Linked DNA regions of Sus scrofa: all the other regions are linked to region 2. A link is a contact called in public HiChIP or PLAC-seq and promoter capture Hi-C data. All regions are on one chromosome and are shown on one strand. The core of a region is the stretch at or near the end of the contact, and the rest is flanking DNA. Distances in the headings are between cores, read along the strand shown. Region 1 holds the start of PRPF8 (pre-mRNA-processing-splicing factor 8). Region 2 holds the start of OVCA2 (esterase OVCA2). Region 3 holds the start of RILP (rab-interacting lysosomal protein).

Region 1 (3,349 bases), core at 451-2,950, 260 kb after region 2:
GGCTTGGGGATGGAACCCAAGTCCTCATGGATACTGACCCACAACAGGAACTCCTCCACTGCGTGTTTAATAATGCTCCTCTCTCTTCTTTGAAGTTATGAACCTCGCCACCAGCCAGCATTTGCCTGGACCCTTCTTTGCATTTTTCTCATTTTCTCCTTCGAGTCCTAAATTCTCAACTAGATGGAGAGGCCGTATGGGTTACAATTTTTCGGTATCCCCCACAATAAACTTGGTGTGAGTTCAAACAAATTTATCCATTCAAAGTTGTTATCAAAAAATGGAATTCCCGTCATGGCACAGTGGAAACGAATCTGACTAGGAACCATGAGGTTTCGGGTTCGATCCCTGGCCTTGCTCAGTGGGTTAAGGATCTGGCATTGCGGTGAGCTGTGGTGTAGATCGCAGACGTGGCTTGGATCTGGCATTGCTGTGGCTGTGGCATAGGCTGGCAGCTACAGCTCCGATTTGACCCCTAGCCTGGGAACCTCCATATGCTGCAGGTGCAGCCCTCAAAAGAAAAAAAAAGGCAAAACAAACAAACCAAAGTTGTTATCAAAAAGATAGAGCAAGAGGGATGGGAGGTGAAACCAAGAAAGCAGGAGATGGAGGGCAATTCAGGCAGCAAGATGAGAAAGAGCCTCAGGGAGTCAAGAAGCGTTTATAGTGTATTCATTATATGGTCTATAGCGTAACCATTGCCAGAGAGAGAAAATAGGAATGAAGGTGGGGTACACCTGGCAATGTTGTTCCCCAAAGCATCTTTTATTTCTGTAGGTTCATCAACTAACTCCTCCTTGACATCTTAGGCAGAGTTAAACGCTCTGCCTCGGGAAGTCACACGGAGGGGCACGGGGTTAAGAATTCATCTGTAACAGCTCCAGTGGCTGCAGAGGTCAGGGCTCCATCCTCTGCTCAGCACAAGTCAGCTATGGCATAGGGCGCAGCAGTAGTTCAGATTCAATTCCTGGCCCTGGAACTTCCATATGACGTGGGTATGGCCATAAAATTAAAAAACAAACAAACAAACAGATAACAGGAGGTCCCATAGTGGCTCAGTGGGTAACACATCTGACTAGCATCCATGAGGACTCAGATTCCACCCCTGGCCTCCCTCAGGGTTAAGGATCCGGAGTTGCCGGATCCCGCGCTGCTGTGGCATAGGCCCAGCAGCTACAGCTGCCATTCGACCTCCAGCCGGTGAACCTCCATATATCATACCGTGGGCGTGGCCCTAAAAAGACAAAAAAAAAGAAAAAAAAGAAGAAAAAGCCCTGCCCCCGAATTCCCATCACATCTGATTGTGAGAGCCTGGGTTCTAATTCTACCTCCCAGCTACCTTGTGAGCTTGGCTTCCCCATCCCTTATTCTTAATTCCTAACACAACAGTGGGCACTCAATAAATGATGGTTGAATGAACGAATGCATAAACAAAAGACTGCCTGACTCAGAGCTAGTGCTGAACCTCAAGTCTACATACATGAGACTAGACACAGAATAATGTACAAAATTCGACAAATTTATTCGATCTTCCGAAGCTTTCGTTTCCTGCGGCCCTACAGCAGAAGGCACAGAAACAGCTTCAGAAACGCAGGAGGCGGGGCTTGCGCCTATATGGCGCACACCCCCTCGCGTTCAAATACTTCCGTCCGTGGACCCGCCCCTCTGGCCCGACTTGCATCTCTAATTGGTGAGCTCGGTAATCCTTCTGATCACACCGGTGCCTATTGGATCAACTGCTGAACTTGGGTTGCGCACTTCCTGGCTGTGGGAACGCGGAGCGGACGTAGGCTTGCCGCCATTGCCCTGAGCGGAAAGCGGCTGTCTGTGTGAGGGGCTGTGGGGGTGCGTGGCGGGCTTTAAAGGCCGGGCCGTGGGAGGTGCGGTGGGGGTCCGGCTGAGCGGCCGGAAGGATCCAGCCCGGCTGGGCGCACATTGAGCGAGGCGGGACTGCAGGCCGAGGGTCTTGACGTGTTCCTGCTGCGCCTTCTGTGGGCCTGGGCCCTCTTCCTCGTTAATTTTTTTCTTCTGCCGTTTCCCCAGATTCTCCGGGAATGGCCGGAGTGTTTCCTTACCGAGGGCCGGGCAACCCGGTTCCCGGCCCTCTAGCTCCGCTGCCAGACTACATGTCGGAGGAGAAGCTGCAGGAGAAAGGTGAAGAAAGTGTGCGGGAGCGGCGCCTGGGGGCGGGTGTGCGCGTGCGCGCGTGGTGGTTTGACCCCTTCCAGGTTTTGGCAAGTGTGTCAAAACATTAGGTCTTAGTGCACTTATTAGCCCTTATTTTTTTTTTTCATCTATTCAAGTCTTTAAAACTATCGGTTAAAAAAAAAAGTGTCTACTGTTTGCAGGCACTGATCCAAACAAGGGGGATACAATAGCTTTTCAGGCAAAACCCCTGCCGTTAAAGGGTTTAAGCAGAGCGAGTTGTCAAGAGAGCTGGCAGGGAGTGCTCCTGCTAGGTGCCCACCCTTTTGTCATGCATCCTGGTGGGCGCTTAGCCTAGGGCAAGAAGTAGGGGGTGATTAGGCTAAGGGTGTGCAGTCCTTAAAACTGAGGTGTTTTTGTAGCTCGAAAATGGCAGCAGTTGCAGGCCAAGCGCTATGCCGAAAAGCGGAAGTTTGGATTTGTGGATGCTCAGAAGGAAGACATGCCTCCAGAACATGTTAGGAAGATCATTCGAGACCATGGGGACATGACCAACAGGAAGTTTCGCCATGACAAAAGGGTCTACCTGGGGTAAGGAACATCCTGAAGTTATTTCATTTGGACTCTGCCCTGTCCCGTAAATCGCAGTCCTGGATAGCTGCTCTATCGTTTTGGGTCCTTAATCTTCAGCGACAGCCCATCTTGATCAAAGAAGGGAGAAAACCACTAGGATTCTGTTAGAATTACGAGATCTTCTAGTGATGCTCCTTTTTTGTTTTTTTTCTTTTCTTTTTTTTTTGGTCTTTTTGCCATTTCTTGGGCCGCTTTTGCGGCATATGGAAGTTCCCAGGCTAGGGGTCTAATCGGAGCTGTAGCTGCTGGCCTACGCCACAGCCACAGCAGCTCGGGATCCGAGCCGCGTCTGCAACCTACACCACAGCTCACGGCAATGCCGGATCCTTAACCCACTGAGCAAGGCCAGGGATCGAACCCGCAACCTCCTGGTTCCTAGTCGGATTCGTTAACCACTGCGCCACGACGGGAACTCCTTTTTCTTTTTTTATTTTAGGGCTGCACCTGTGGTGTATGGAAGTTCCCCGGCTAGGGATTGAATTAGTGCTGCAGCTGTTGGACTATGCCATAGCCACAGCAACGCAGGGTCTGAGTTGCGTCTGCGACCTACACTGCAGCTCACGACAACGCC
Region 2 (3,287 bases), core at 375-2,874:
CCACCAGGGAACTCCCAGACTTAAAAAAAATAAAACAGGCTTTCCTGTATCAGGAAAAAAGATGCTCAAAATCCAATCACCACTTTATTGTGTGGCAGTCACAGTGCTTGCCAGTCTCTGCCTTTCCTGGGCCACCCTCTACTCATCCAGGGCTCCACTGACCTTTTTCATGTTTGAATATCAGATGCTGAGGTCAAAGTCCATTAGGGTCTCCTAAGCCCCTTCTCGAGTGCAGAGCTGGACTTGTATAATTTGATACTTGTCTCTTGATTAGTGATGGTGAGGAGCACTAACAGCAGTGGAGGCCCCAGGTAGGGGACAGTGGGGGAGGGCAGAGATGATAAAGGCTGCACCAAGGTCATGTGTCCCCACTGGGGGTGGGGGTGGAGAGGGTATGCAGAGCCAAAGGTTTTGTTGATCTTTACTCTGAGAACTGGTCCAAGAACTTGAGGTAGGCCTGGCGCTGAGGTGCTGCGGCTGGAATGAAGTGGCCCCCCGAGTGGGTGAGGGTGATAGCTCCAGCGAACCGGCTACACAGCTGCATGCTCTCCTGAGAGGGGATGACGCGGTCGGTGTCCCCAAAAACATGGAGCGAAGGCAATGACAAGGGGCCCTGCAGGATGGGTTCCTTGAGGCCAAGACCCCGGGGACAGAAGCCAGACACCAGGATGATAAACCGGGGCAAAGGGAAGCGGGGATCTCCAGCTTGTCCAAGAGCACACACAAGGGCTGCTAGCGCGGCCCCCTGGCTGAAACCAAGGATCCCATCAAAAGGCCCCAGTTTCTTCAGTGCCTGTGCCACCGTTCCCAGGGCTTCCTCCAGACCTCGGCACACGGTGGGCTCTTCCAGAGCTGAGAAAACGTCAGCCTCCTGTTCTGAAAACCACCAACCTCGAGGCTGCTCCTCCGCAGGGCAGGGCCCTAAAGGGGAGAGAACAGAGTTAGGGCAGGGGGGGAATCCTGGGGAAAGATATGAGGAAGGGAGTGAGGGAGGGTTTGGGAATGAGAGGGAAAGAGAGGCGGCTCAGGTAGAGAAAAAAGTCTGGAGATAATGAGGCGGGGAGCTGACTGAGCCGGAGGGGAGACAGAGGTCACACTGGGAGGGCCAGGCTGGAGTGTGAGGAGGCGCTGGAATGCGAGAGGTGGGCAAAGAGAAGTGGGAATGGGGCAGGACTGAGGAGGGGAGGGACAGGGTGGCGGTATGCGGACAGGTTTTACAGGGACAAGGCAAGACAGAGATGACTCGGGACGCATTTCCGGGCGGGGACCTGCTCACCGGCGTCTAGCCCGGCGCCCTCGGAGCTCGCTGTGTCCAAGACCGGGTGCGGGCCGCTGAGGCACACGAGCTCGGCGCGGCCCCGCAGCGCTTTCCGCAACGCTCCGGTCTTCTCGCGGAAGCCCCGCTCGCTCTGCCGGAAGCCCGCCAAGCACAGGACCCGCAAAGGCGACCGCGCGGCCATAATGCGCGGCAGGCGCCAGAGGGGCCGGAAACGGCCTTTCCCCGAGCGGAAGTCGAACACGAAGGGCGGGACCCAACGCCTGCACCACCCAGGAGGTGGGCCTCAGAGGGAGAGGTTGTTGGCATGGCAACCGGGAAGAGGGTGTGGCGCGGCCAGAGCTGGGGTGGGTACCTGGGGCCAAGGAGCGTCTCAGGGAGCGAGCGGCGCCACCTTCTCGTCCCTGCAGCTGCAAGCATCGCAAGCCCCGGCTGGAGAGGGGCGCGCGGACCCCTCCTGCACCTGAGGTCGTAGACTTTGGTCAGGGTCCCGCTGGTGAGCCGTCCCCCAGCCCGCTGCGGTGCATTTTCCGTAGCGGCCGCAGGGTGGCGGCTTCGCCTCACGTCTCCAGGGAGGCGGTCAATGCCTGGCCACGCCCAGGCCTCTCCGCCCTGCGTGGGATCCCTTCCTACCTCTTCCAGCGCCAGCCGGCCCGCGGCTTGGAGTGGCCGCTCCCGCCCGTGGTTCACCGTCCATGGCCCCAAGGAGCTGCCAGCGTAGAAGTCCATGGGGTAGGGTTGCTGCCAGGAAATGTCCCTCAGGGCCACTGCCGCCTTGGAGAGGAAAACGGGACAGTAACATTTGCCAACATCTTTCTATGCAGGATTATTTAATTCAATCTTTAGGGTGGACTTGCAAGGCCGTATTATCCCCATAGCACAGAAAGGAAACGTAAGGTTCAGAGAGGGGAAGGGCCTTACCATACAGCTAGGAAGTGGCTCAGCTGTAACCAAGTGCTGCCCACCCACCCCACCCCACTGGGATCCCTCCCTCCCTCGACAGAACCAAGTACAAAGTCCACCCTCTCCCAGGGATTTTCAAAACTTAAAGTTACCTCATAGGGTGTGAGCAGCGGCTTGGGGAAAGCTGTGCCCCAGTCAATGGAGAGGCGTGGACATGCCACCTGCACCCACCTGGGAAGGGAAATCAGGTCAGATCCACAGAGGGGGGACACCCCTTTCCCGGGCAGCATGCTCAAGAACATGACTGTATCCCCAAAACATCCAGTGAATGCTTAACATTAATTCTAAAGAAAAGACTGTCCCTGCTGTTTAGAGTTCCTTTCATGGCTCAGTGGTTAACGAACCCAACTGCATGAGGACTCAGGTTCGATTCCTGGTCTGGCCTCAGTAGATTAACGATCTGGCATCGCCCTGAGCTGCAGATGCTGCGTGGATCCCATGCTGCTGTGGCTGTGATTAGGCCAGCAGCTACAGCTCCAATTCCATCCCTAGCCTGGGGACTTCCATATGTCGCAGATACAGCCCTAAAAAGACTTAAAAAAAAAAAAACAAAACAAACAAACAAAAAAAAACCCACACAACAGTGTTGCTTGCTTTCTTCTGCTTCCTCCACTGACCATGAGCTTTCTAAAGGAAGGGCTTGGGCAGTTTATTTGTAATAGTATCCCCAGAATCAAACTCCAGTGATTCCACCTGAAGAGTGCAGGTGCTAACCACCCCTCAGAGACTCATCTTGTGACTGATGCTGCCATTGCCTGTGAGCTCCCAAGCCAGACAAAGTAGGCATGACCCATAGCCAAAGGCAGCCCCTGCTGGACGAGTGCTCTTTCATGACCACGGAAGCAATCCCCCCAACTCCAGCCTTCTGTAGGTGCTGGGCAGGACCCAGATTCTAAGCTTCTTCACCCAGAGTCATACAGCTAGATAGGTAAGGTGGGGAAACGTACACATCCACCTCAGGAAGAAGGCTAAGTTTGCTGGGGAAGATCTCAGAGAGCAGCAGCCTCACGAAGGGAAATCCCAAGGCCCGAAGTCGAGATTCCAGGTG
Region 3 (3,664 bases), core at 1,007-3,506, 300 kb after region 2:
AGCCGCCGGCCTATGCCACAGCCACAGCAACGTGGGATTCGAGCCTCGTCTGCGACCTACATCACAGCTCATGGCAACGCTGGATCTTTAACCCACTGAGTGAGGCGAGGTATTGAACCTGCATTCTCATGGATACTAGTTGGGTTTGTTAACTGCTGAGCCACAATGGGAACTTTTTTTTTTTTTTTTTTGGCTGAAACCACAGCATGTGGAATTTCCTGGGCCAGGGATGGAACCCTCACCACAGCAGTGACAAAAATGCCAGACCCATGACGCAAGGGAATTCCTTAACCCTGGGTGTTTCTGATGCAGGAGATTCTGACCGCATTTTGAGAAACTCTGTTCTTGTTCTTGGAGAAGCGAATGAGACACAGCTGACAGTCACGCGTCTGGGTTGGTACTAAGAATCTTTGGTTTTTGACCTCCTCGTCTCTAGATTGCAGGGTACCTGTATGGGGTGAGTCCACCAGATAACCCCCAGGTGAAGGAGATCCGCTGCATCGTGATGGTGCCACAGTGGGGCACTCACCAGACCGTGCATCTGCCTGGCCAGCTGCCCCAGCACGAGTACCTCAAGGTCAGTGGGGGTGCAGGTGAACTGGGGCCCTCTGCTCTCAGAGTGGTGGAGGGAAGGCAGGATGTTACTCTAATGGGTGGGATTCCTGGCTGCGGACAAGGCTCAAAGTAACTTCACTGCTCTACCAATAGGAAATGGAACCCTTAGGTTGGATTCATACACAGCCCAACGAGTCCCCCCAGCTATCACCCCAGGATGTCACCACCCATGCCAAGATCATGGCTGACAACCCATCTTGGGATGGCGAGAAGACCATCATCATCACCTGCAGGTGGGCTTGGGCCCCCTTGGGAGGAAGTGTGGTGGGGTAGACATTCCAGGTTAGAACCCAGACGGTGGCCTGAGCTCTGACTCTGTCCCCATCCCTCCTCAGCTTCACACCAGGCTCCTGCACCCTGACAGCCTACAAGCTGACCCCCAGTGGCTATGAGTGGGGCCGCCAGAACACAGACAAGGGCAACAACCCCAAGGGCTACCTACCGTCGCACTACGAGAGGGTCCAGATGCTACTGTCAGACCGCTTCCTTGGCTTCTTTATGGTCCCTGCCCAGTCCTCATGGAACTACAACTTTATGGGTATGTGGGGCATTGCAGGCGGGGAGCGGGGCTGGAAGTGAGGCTGGGGTTAGGCCACCACCCTTAGTCCTTAGGGCCAGACTCTGGTTTGGAGATGGCCCAGGCTGGATGAGGCAGGTGGACCTTGTCCACATGAGACATTTCCTTCTACTCCAAGGTGTCCGGCATGATCCCAACATGAAGTATGAGCTGCAGCTGGCAAACCCCAAAGAGTTCTACCACGAGGTGCACCGACCTTCCCACTTCCTCAACTTCGCTCTCCTGCAGGAGGGTGAGGTCTACTCTGCGGACCGAGAGGACCTCTATGCCTAGCTGTCCCCTCACCCCCTGCTTCAGACTCCCCTAAGGCTAGAGCGTTTTACCCCCACAGACAAGCTGGTGACATTCAGCAGCTTGGCCCCTTTTTCCTCTATTTGTGCTTATTATGTTGTTGATCTCCTGTGACTTGTAATTCTGAACAAAGTATAATAATAAATTTTGTATAAATAGGGGTTTTTGAGGTTTTTTTTTTTTTACCCTGAGCTCAAATTCTGGATGTAGGGATAATAGGCAGGACTTGTTGACAGCAGGGCGTGGGACTGGTTCTTGAGGCCCGCTGTTCAGGGAGCTGTGGGGGTAAGTATCCTCTAGACTCAGAACTAAAGGGGACTTGGACCGTCACACTGTTGCCACCATGACCACACAGGCCGATGTCCCTTCAAAATACTTGCAAACCCTCACCCCTTTTCAACATCTCTTGAGCAGTTGCTGCTGTTTTGAGTGTATAAGCTCCTGGCTTGTCCTCTGCCACTGTGGTATCCAGCCTAGCCCCTTAAGGCTTTGCGTCACTCTCAGTCCATCTTGGAAACAGGCACGGGGCTGGACAGTTGGCTGGCACTGCTGAGGCAGTGACAACCCTCCTACCTCTCACCTCCTCCTGTTGAGCTGGCGGCCAAGTCAGGCCCAGTGACTCCAGACACAGGGGTGGAGCCTGGCTTGGGCACTGCGGGGAGGGCTTGACAAAAGTGACCACTTAGAGCCCTGAGCCTCAGCTCCAGGCCGCCTGGCTGGAAGTTGGCTGTCCTGCTTCCTGTGACCTTGGGGGCTTGAACAGGACTGGGCCCAGGGCACAGAGACTCCCTTGCCAGGCCTTTTCCCTTAGTTGCTCCTCCCTTGTCACTTCTACTCCGCCCTCTACTGCCCTAAACTGCTTCCTGGGCCGGGACTTTGTTTTTTTCCTGCCCTAGTTGGGGGCGTGGGGAGGGTGTCGCAGCCCCAGTCGCCTTGGGAGACATGGAGCCCAGGAGGGTGGCTCCTGGGGCGCACGACTGGGGGCCTCGGGTGGACGCGGGGTCCGGGACGGCCGCGGAGCTCGTGTACCACCTAGCGGGGGCCCTGGGCACTGAGCTGAAGGAGCTGGCGCGCCGCTTCGGGCCGGAGGCTGCGGCCGGGCTCGTGCCGCTCGTGGTGAGGGCGCTGGAGCTTCTGGAAAAGGCGGCCGTCGGGCCCGCCCCAGACTCGGTGAGTCACGGCCAGCTCCCCTCGCCACCCGAGGGGTCGGCGGGGCCTGACCCTGAGAGCCTGGCCTCCCCCAGCTGCAGGTATCGGCGCAGCAGGCCGAACTGGAGCTGCGGCGGCTGCGGGAGGAGAACGAGCGCCTCCGTATAGAGTTGCGCTCTGGGCCACAGGGTGAGTACGGACGCGCCGGGATCGGGGCACGGCGGGGCGGCTCCGCTGAGGGCCACACCTAAGAACGCCCCTTCCTCAGAAGAGCGCGCTCTGCTGCGGCAGCTCAAGGAGGTGACCGACCGCCAGAGAGACGAACTCCGAGCTCACAACCGTGACTTGCTGCAGCGCAGCCAGGAGACCGAGGCGGTGAGGGCGGGGCGGGGCCGACTACGGGAGGCGGGGCTCTCCCGGCCCCCGTCGCCCCGCCCACCAGCCACCGCCTTTGCTCCGCCCACAGTTGCAGGAGCAGCTGCAGCGCCTCCTGCTGGTGAATGCGGAGTTGCGGCACAAGCTGGCCGCCGTGGAAACCCAGCTGCGCGCCGCGCGGGACCGCGAGAGCGAGCGAGAGCTGCAGCGCGAAGCGGCCGTGGGGCCGCCTCCAGAGCGGGCGCGGGGCCAGGCCGGAGGTCCCGTGGGTGAGCAGGGTCAAGAGCCCGAGCGGGGGGCCCCCGACGCCGGAACCCAGGGGACCCCTGAGAACCCGGTGAGTGCCATAGGTGGTCAGGGACTCGTGGGCGCTCGGGAAAGGTTTGCTGTGCTGCGTAGCCGGGCCACCGGGAAATTGGAAGGCGGTACGAGCCAGAGCACTGGTCTGGCATCCCTTGGAGTGCCCTGGCCTCTCAAGTCTCCCAGCGGGTCGCGGGGGGCACATCAGCTCCAGCCGCGGCGCCCCCACACCTGTCTTTCCGCAGACGGACGCCCCGCCGCAGCCAGGGCGCCCCCCCAAGGTGGGGCAGTGCAGCTTCAGTCGAGCGGAGGTTGAGCAGATCCTTCAGGAGCGGAATGAGCTCAAAGCCAACGTGT

Evidence for each region. Promoter capture Hi-C pulls out the DNA fragments that hold promoters and counts their contacts. HiChIP or PLAC-seq counts read pairs in DNA pulled down with a chosen protein or histone mark.
Region 1: a contact with region 2 is called in a promoter capture Hi-C map of fetal liver, with 2.6 times the contacts expected there. The contact joins the promoter of PRPF8 here to the promoter of OVCA2 in region 2. A contact is called at or near these places in 1 of 5 promoter capture datasets (fetal liver), 2 of 47 Hi-C or Micro-C datasets (heart right ventricle and liver) and 1 of 2 datasets of contacts at active chromatin or transcription factors (alveolar macrophages).
Region 3: an H3K27ac HiChIP or PLAC-seq map of alveolar macrophages shows a contact between it and region 2. The contact joins the promoter of RILP here to the promoter of OVCA2 in region 2. A contact is called at or near these places in 3 of 47 Hi-C or Micro-C datasets (embryonic fibroblasts, omental adipose tissue and subcutaneous adipose tissue) and 1 of 2 datasets of contacts at active chromatin or transcription factors (alveolar macrophages).

What each region holds. Positions count from the first base shown.
Region 1 is chr12:47,893,637-47,896,985 of Sscrofa11.1, reverse strand. It overlaps PRPF8 (pre-mRNA-processing-splicing factor 8), which reads left to right and starts at 1,700. Exons shown (of 43, transcript XM_021067568.1): 1 at 1,700-1,845; 2 at 2,044-2,154; 3 at 2,568-2,736. The coding sequence starts at 2,055.
Region 2 is chr12:48,154,936-48,158,222 of Sscrofa11.1, reverse strand. It overlaps OVCA2 (esterase OVCA2), which reads right to left and starts at 1,624. Exons shown (of 3, transcript XR_002337309.1): 1 at 1,277-1,624; 2 at 163-921. It overlaps DPH1 (2-(3-amino-3-carboxypropyl)histidine synthase subunit 1), which reads right to left. Exons shown (of 13, transcript XM_021067606.1): 9 at 3,187-3,287; 10 at 2,332-2,410; 11 at 1,910-2,050; 12 at 1,632-1,739; 13 at 787-921. The coding sequence ends at 1,650.
Region 3 is chr12:47,859,021-47,862,684 of Sscrofa11.1, reverse strand. RILP (rab-interacting lysosomal protein) reads left to right here and starts at 2,256. Exons shown (of 17, transcript XM_013990001.2): 1 at 2,256-2,653; 2 at 2,728-2,821; 3 at 2,901-3,007; 4 at 3,099-3,344; 5 at 3,553-3,664. The coding sequence starts at 2,426. It overlaps SCARF1 (scavenger receptor class F member 1), which reads left to right and starts at 2,242. Exons shown (of 17, transcript XM_003358192.4): 1 at 2,242-2,653; 2 at 2,728-2,821; 3 at 2,901-3,007; 4 at 3,099-3,664. It overlaps PRPF8 (pre-mRNA-processing-splicing factor 8), which reads left to right. Exons shown (of 43, transcript XM_021067568.1): 40 at 437-577; 41 at 709-848; 42 at 951-1,153; 43 at 1,311-1,644. The coding sequence ends at 1,465.